2 separate regions of the Sus scrofa genome follow, and region 1 is linked to region 2. A link is a contact called in public HiChIP or PLAC-seq data. All regions are on one chromosome and are shown on one strand. Each heading gives the region's core, a stretch centred on a gene start, on an enhancer-like site or on the middle of the called end of the contact. The rest is flanking DNA. Distances are from core to core; before and after follow the strand shown. Region 1 holds the start of LGALS9 (galectin 9). Region 2 holds the start of NF1 (neurofibromin).

The links. HiChIP or PLAC-seq counts read pairs in DNA pulled down with a chosen protein or histone mark.
Region 1: an H3K27ac HiChIP or PLAC-seq map of alveolar macrophages shows a contact between it and region 2. The contact joins the promoter of LGALS9 here to the promoter of NF1 in region 2. A contact is called at or near these places in 2 of 2 datasets of contacts at active chromatin or transcription factors (alveolar macrophages and skeletal muscle).

The regions. Positions count from the first base shown.
Region 1 is chr12:44,153,026-44,156,917 of Sscrofa11.1, forward strand. It overlaps LGALS9 (galectin 9), which reads left to right and starts at 2,165. Exons shown (of 11, transcript NM_213932.2): 1 at 2,165-2,284. The coding sequence starts at 2,246.
Region 2 is chr12:43,752,931-43,756,788 of Sscrofa11.1, forward strand. It overlaps NF1 (neurofibromin), which reads right to left and starts at 1,275. Exons shown (of 59, transcript XM_021067460.1): 1 at 781-1,275. The coding sequence starts at 840.

The DNA of each region.
Region 1 (3,892 bases), core at 915-3,414, 400 kb after region 2:
AGTGATCCAAGCCAGGCCGTATCCTTTTTTTTTTTTTTTTTTGGTGTGTGTGTCTTTTTGCTATTTCTTTGGGCTGCTTCCGCTGCATATGGAGGTTCCCAGGCTAGGGGTCTAACTGGAGCTGTAGCTGCCAGCCTACTCCAGAGCCACAACAACTCAGGATCCGAGCCTCGTCTGCAACCTACACCACAGCTCATGGCAACGCCGGATCGTTAACCCACTGAGCAAGTGCAGGGACCGAACCTGCAACCTCATGGTTCCTAGTCGGATTCGTTAACCACTGCGCCACGACGGGAACGCCCCACGCCGTATCCTTAACTGCTAGGCTACTAGGGGAATGCTAGCTTGTTTCGTTTTGTTTAGGGCCACATCTGCAGCATGTGGAGGTTCCAGTGGGGATGGAGGGTGGACAGAGGGCTGTGGCTCACTCTATGGGAACATCTCAAGAAGTCAGTCTCTGCAGATCCTGGCGCACCCAGGCAAGCGTAAGAAGAAGGTGGGGTGCCAACACACTCGGGGCCCCAGACATCTGCTCCCCACTGAGCATCCAGGCTTGCCATCCAGCCCTCTCTTGCACAGGGTGGGGACCCGCTTGGCCTCAGGGAAGTCTCTTGTCATTGTGTCCCTCTCCCCACTCTGACCCAGCCTATCCTGAGTCTCTGTTTCAGTCAATCACCCTTCACAAGGTGCTGAAGCCAATGAAAGACAGTTTATTTACTATGTTGCTCCTGCCTCCACATCACTTGGAAAGTTCTAGGATGTCCGAGACTTCCCTGCTCCCCATTCTAAAGCCCAGAAACACGGGAGAGAAGAGAGGAGAGGAAGGAGAGAAGAGAGGCAGGAATTCATAGAGAAGCTCCAGGACATATTGCACCCAAGGGCGGCATAACCTCCACCATGAGCTTTTTTACTGGCAAAACATTTCTTTCTACATGATTTTTTTTAGGCCATGCCTGCAGCATGTGCGAGCTCCTGGGCCACAGATTGAACCTGTGCCACAGCAGTGACAGTGCTGGAGTCTCAACCTGCTGAGCTACCAGGGAACTCCAATGTAATTATTTTTTTACATGAGGAACAGCATTTTTTTCCCCCAGGGGCACACCTGTGGCATATGGAAGTTCCCAGGCTAGGGGCTGAATCAGAGTTGCAGCTGCCTTCCTACGCCACAGCCACACAACATGGAATCCGAGCCATACCCATGACCTACACCGCAGGTCATGGCAATCCCAGATACTTAACCCACTTGGCAAGGCCAGGGATCGAACCCACGTCCTCACAGATATTAAGTAGGGTTCTTTTTTTTTTGTCTTTTGTCTTTATTGTCTTTTGTTGTTGTTGTTGCTATTTCTTGGGCCGCTCCCGCTGCATATGGAGGTTCCCAGGCTAGGGGTCCAATCGGAGCTGTAGCCACCAGCCTACGCCAGAGCCACAGCAACGCAGGATCCGAGCCACGTCTGCAACCTACACCACAGCTCACGGCAACGCCGGATCGTTAACCCACTGAGCAAGGGCAGGGATCGAACCCACAACCTCATGGTTCCTAGTCGGATTCGTTAACCACTGCGCCACGACGGGAACTCCTAAGTAGGGTTCTTTACCTCTGAGCCACAGCGGGAATTCTGAGGAACAGAATTTTAAAGGGGATGACTTTTAAACCTTTTTCAGACCCTAAGTAGCCTCATATGGCTTGGGCTGCCACTAGTGAGCTCTATGTGTGTGTGTGACCTCAGGCATGACCCTTCAACTCTCTGAGCCTGAGTTTCCCTGTGCAGAAAATGGGTACCACCAGGCCTTCACAGCACTACCACCACTCCACACACAGGCAGAGCCCGGCCCTATGGGCCCTGCCAAGTGGCCCTGCTGTTTTCTAGTCACTTCTGGCCAAGCTCAGGAGAACCCTCTTGGACGGTGGGGCCTAGGAGCTTGCTGCGGTGTCCGTGTGCTGGGATCTCTGTAGGCGCCCTACCTGAACCTCTAGGAACTATCTGGTCTCCGGGGGGAGCCACAGGTCAGTGGAGAGAAAGGGCACTGGGGGAGGAGCACCCACGTCCCTCCCCAGAGCCACCCTCCGCCCTCATCCTAAGCACCCTACCTTTCTCCCTAAACCCACTTCCTCCTGCTCCTGGCTCCTCCCCATTGACTGACTGCCAAGTGGCTTTGCTTTCTATTTCTCTGTTAACTCCTCCCCGGTGCAGAGGCCGGGGCGTGCAGAGCGGCAGGCAGTGGTCACAGAGGCGGTGGAGCGATGGCCTTCAGCGGCGCCCAGGCTCCCTACATGAACCCGGTGAGTTCCGGGGCTGCAGGGGGCCTCAGTGGGGGGAGGTCAGCGCTGGGTCTCTGAGGAAAGAGCTCTTGCAGGCGGTGGAGGGTGGAAGAGGCATCGCAAAGGGCACAAGAAGGGCAGAAGTGCCAGATGGGGCGACCCTGACACAACATCTGCCCCACGCCTGTCTCCCCAGCACCTGTCAGGGCTGGAGGGGGCGAGCCAGCATCATGAGGATGTGTGAATCCCAGCGGTTCCTGAGCCCCCTCCGTAGAACACCTGCGCCGTTCTTTGTGCTTTGGGTGGTGGGGAGAAGGGCATAAGTAGTCACTACAAGAGCAATGATGTGTGGAGTTCCCACTGCGGCTCAGGGGGTTAAGAACCCAACTGGTTTTCATGAGGATGCGGGTTGGATCCATGGCCTCGCTCAGTTGGTTAAGGCTTCAGCGTTGCTGCAAGCTGCGGGTAGGTCCAGATCTGGCGTTGCTGTGGCTGTGGTGTAGGCTGGCAGCTGCAGCTCGGATTGGGCCCCTAGCCTGGGAACTTCCATATGCCACAGGGGCAGCCCTAAAAAACCACCACCAACAACAAAGAGTGATGGTGTGTTTGTATGAAAGAAGAGGTAAACGGAGCTTCTGGGGAGGACAACAACCCAGCATGGCAGCTGGGGGCACTTACTCCCTGGGCTCAGCCATTAATTAGCTGAGTCACCTCAAAGAAGTTACCTTACCTCTCTAGGCCTGTTTCCTCGGGGGGCGGGGGGGGATGCTCCTTGAGCCATCGCCCAGGCTGGGGTAAGGTTTAAGTGGGGAGTGCTTAGAGAGAGCTTGAACCCCGTCAGGCCCCCTGTGGATGCTAGAAGCCTGTAGCATCCTTAGGAGCCTGGGGGCAGCAGGGAGGGCCTCCTGGGGGAGGTGTCTGCTCCCCAAGGAGTGAGTCCACTAGGCAGGAGCAGGTCAAGGGTGTCTCCAGAGGGACCATCTCAGGAGTAAGCGGGGAGCCGGGCTGTCCCTGGTGTGTGGGGTGCAAAGGGCCGCCTCTGCGCCTTTTCACCGCCTGTGTGGAGGCCCCGTCAGGGAAGACGCGTTTGAACCCTGAGAACTTTATCATCCCCACGCCATATACCGAACTGAGACTCAGGGAGGCTGAGGCCACTTGCCAAGTGTCCCCAGAAGACATGGCCAAGAAGGGAGGTGCCTTGATTCCCACCCTGCCCCCCAGAAGAGGGAGGGGCCCACGGAGAGCACTGGGGAGGCGGCGGCACGCAGCCCCCCGCCCAGGTTTCCGTATCCTGGTCCCTGCCCCCCATCCTGCTGTAGGATCCTCTCCCAGCTCCCAGCAAGGGCTTCCCCAGAGGCCCTGCAGAGCCTGGGCTGACGGAGCCCTTCCCAGGTGAGGGTGGGGACAGCAGGTGCTGGAGGGCCCGTGCTGCTGGGGCGCCACACTCAAGCCCACCTCTGCAGGGGCCCCAGCTGGGCCTGTTGGTGCCTCCACCGTGGTCTCGAGGTCAGAACATGTCACCTCAGGCTCCTTCTCCATTAGATGGGGGACCCATCCACCCCACATGGCCGCCCTCTCCAGGGTCACCTCTTGACCTCCAGTACCCGGAACCGTGCTTCCTCCAAAGTG
Region 2 (3,858 bases), core at 25-2,524:
GTGGGAGGTGGAGACTGCAACTACCAAAGAAGAGGGGGAAAAAAGAAAATATTTCAGAGGGAGGGGGGAACTAGAACCAAGGTTTCCACTGCCAAAAGCAATGTAAAAGCTAGCCTGGTATCATCAGGATTTGGGGGGACGCCCGCGTAGGGCATCAAAAAGATGTGCAGTGTGTGTGCACTTGGAGCTCTCCGGGCGGGCTGAGACGATGGAGCAGAAAGTAAGAAAACCTATGCTTTCCCTGCTTTCTTCCAGTCTTCCCCTCCAAGAGAGGAAGCTAAAGAAACTGGGGGAGGGGCGAGATGTTACTGTTCTTCCATTGGGGGTACACAGGTCGGGCCTTGGGGTTCCTTCAGCTACTTTCCCCCAGTTAGGAGGACCACTGAATAAGAGGAAACCCCTAAATGTTACCCAGCTCCGTCAACGAAAAAAAAAAAAGTAAGAGGGGATGATTAAATCCAGATGGAGAGCCCCAGAAAGCGCCCCCAGGTCACTCATCCCTATTAGCAAGCGGAAGGGCTGGGATAAAGAGGATGGAGGGTCGGGGGGGTGGTGAGGGAAAAGGCCCCACCCCCCCGACTTAGGAGGGAAGGGGAGCCCGAGCCACCAGCCGTCCCCTTCTTCCCCGCACCTCCCCCTAGGCCACCCCCACTTATCCCCCCAGCCTTTCCTCTGGAGCCCGAGGCAGCCGCGGGGGAGGCGGCCGCTCCTTCCTCCCCTCACCCACTCCGTCCCCACCCCCACTCCGCTCCCACCTCCCGCTTGCCACGGGCCCGTTACCTGCTCGTCGAAGCGGCTGACCACGGCCTGGACCCATTCCACCGGCCTGTGCGCGGCCATGTCCTCCCCGCGACCGGGGGGCGGCGGAGGGACCAGGCGGCCGGCGCCCAGGGCCGGGAAGAGGGCGGGGAGCGGGGGCTGAGGTGAGGGGAGAGACAAGGAGGGGGTCTGAGGAGTGTAGGCTCCGAACGTTCCCACGGGGGTGGGGATGGGGGGCCTGCGCCCCACCGGGAAGGGGAGAGGGGAAGGGGGCGTTGGCGAAGAGGCTGGGGGGAGGGGGGGCGGGGAGGGGGGATCCGGGGAGGGGAGGGGGCCTCTTGGTCGCTCTCCCCACTAGCGCCGTCTCCCCACAGCCATCACAGTCCGAGACGCCGCCATGACACCCCACCGGAAGTGGGATCCTTTCCACGGCCCGGGGAGAGGGAGAGCGAGCGAGCTCGAGATTGAGAGCGCGGCTGGGAAAGGGGAGGGGGAAGCGAGAGGGAAGGGGGCCTGCCGCGCATGCGCCCGCGCCGGCCGGTTTCATTAATGAAAAAGCGAGTCCTCCTGGAGGTGACGTCACCTAACTCCTCTGGGCCCGGAGGCGCGCGTCCCTCTTCGCCGCTGGGCTCAACTCGACTCCGGCTCCGGTTGCTGCTGGCGAGAGTCCAAGCCGACCGGGGAGCATCCGCTCCCATCCCACCGCCACCTCAAGATCCCCCTCCCCCGCCGGCCTCCGGGTTTGGATTGCTCCCCGGGTTGGAAGTTAGAGGCGCCCCGGGGCTAGCATTTCTCTCGCACGCAGGTCTCTGCCGCTAATTTTGCGAGAGACTGTGCTCTGCCTTAAGCTCTCGCAAAAGCTAAGGCACACAACCTTAGGTTTCCAGGCCCTTCGTAGCCACTATAGCCTACTGAGAAACAGGAAAAAGTAAAGCCAAAGGAGATTCGGTGTTTTTTGTTGTTTTTTTTTAACGTTCTCTTAAATCCCGGTGCTATATGGCAGTCAAAGAACTCAAGACTCCGGAATCCCAGTCCGGACTTCCTCTATTAAACTCATAGGCACCCAAGTTAATAAAACTTTTGCGCAGTTGATAACAGAAAGATTCAAGTTTCACCATCCTCAAAAAGCCTTTAAGGGTTTCGCATACATTATTAATTAAACACATTTATCATCTCATGTAATGAGCCTTTCCAATAGGTATCATTATCCTCATCTAATGAGGCTGGGTCACAAGAGGTTCCTTGATTTGCCTAAAGTCACAGAGTTGGTTGGTGGGTAGCAGAGTCAGGATGCAAACCCAGGTGGTTTGACCCCAAGGACAATAGAGACAGATTGTGGCTCTTCTGAAACAAAGGTGTTTCCTAAGCCCCCAATACAAGAGTTAAAATTATTTCATGTGGAATTGGGTCATTAAGGTTTTCCAGGAAGACAGTTATATCCAAACAATGGATGATCTATCTATATCCGACTGAACTTTGGAATGAGTTATTTTTAAATCCATCTTCCTCCATACATTTTACTTAGTCTAATGATAAAATGAGCTTACACATTCTGAGCACATACCAATTAAGAGCCCATTAGGCCACATGGCAGGATACTAACTGGGTGACAAGGCAGACAGTGAAACTAGAATTTTAATTTTGTCACAGAAAAATCCCCGAACCGGAGTTCCTGTCATGGCGCAGTGGTTAACGAATCCGACTAGGAACCATGAGGATGTGGGTTCGATCCCTGCCCTTGCTCAGTGGGTTAAGGATCCGGCATTGCCGTGAGCTGTGGTGTAGGTCACAGACTCGGCTCATCTGGCGTTGCTGTGGCTCTAGCGTAGTCTGGTGGCTACAGCTCCGGCTGGACCCCTAGCCTGGGAACCTCCATATGCCATGGAAGCGGCCCTAGAAAAGGCAAAAAGACCAAAAAAAAAAAAAATCCCGGAACCAATAGCACATATCCAGAAAAACATATCTGTGGGAGAAGTTTCCAATATCTGCCAGCTGGTAATTATCCAAAATACATATTAAGTTAATTAATATTTCATTCCAATAGAACAGGAGAACAGAGTCTGGATGGTTCTATTGTACATCCCTTAAGGATGCAACATGAATACTGACTAATTTCTTTTAGATGATGTCAGAAATGATGAGTGTGGAAGAAAAGGATGAATATTAAATCAATGCCCATATATGCCTTCCCCAACTAGGACCCCTAGAAAAGCTCTCAGACACTCCCCAGAAGTATCCCAATGCTTGCATTTCAGTGCTAAACTTCGAGACCCACAATCTGTCTTTCCTTTTCTCTTGAGGGTGAGAAAGTCCCTGATCACTTTCCTTTTGGCATGGCTTTTTTCCTGTCCTTTCCTCTCATCTTTGCTTGACTAGATGTAACTGCCGGAACCCTTGGCTCCCTTGCCTCAGTGACATTCCATTGCCAAAGTCCCTCTGCTTCCTTTTCCACTCCCCACCCTAACTCTCTCATAAGATACCCAAACTTCACTTTTCCCTCTGTTTGTCTCATTTCACTCAGGCTCCAGCCAGCATGACACTAATTTATCCCAATCAGCACTTGTCCTGGTGCCTCCCCTGAGTGCCAAGGCACTCATTGCACTTGGAGATCTAGACCTCACTCCAACTTCCTCTCCAATTAAATGTATTCAATTCCACTGAACCAATATCGAGTGCCTAAATGCCTATTATATATACCATGCATAGTATAGCAGGAATTCTAAATAAAAATGCCAAAGAAGTTCATACGCAGAGACTGGGGTGAACTATAGAGTATATTCCCTCATGTAAAAGGGCAGCTGACCCTCAATTCCCGCCATGCAGGAACCTTGACACAGTGTTGCTAGATCTTCCTTGGTTCCTCAAGAGAAGCTGGAGACCTGAATTTACATATAAAGTCTTCCAGTTTTTACACAGTGGCAGCCAATTCACATTTTCTTAAACATGGTGCAGCCAAACAAAACTCATCTGCTATTTGAATTTAGCCCATGGAGCACCAATTTGCCTAGCTCTGGTCTAGTAGAAAGACATGGGATTCAGAGTAGACTAGAATTAATGTCCTAGTATCTCCCACACTGCACGGTCCCACACAAGAGTGTT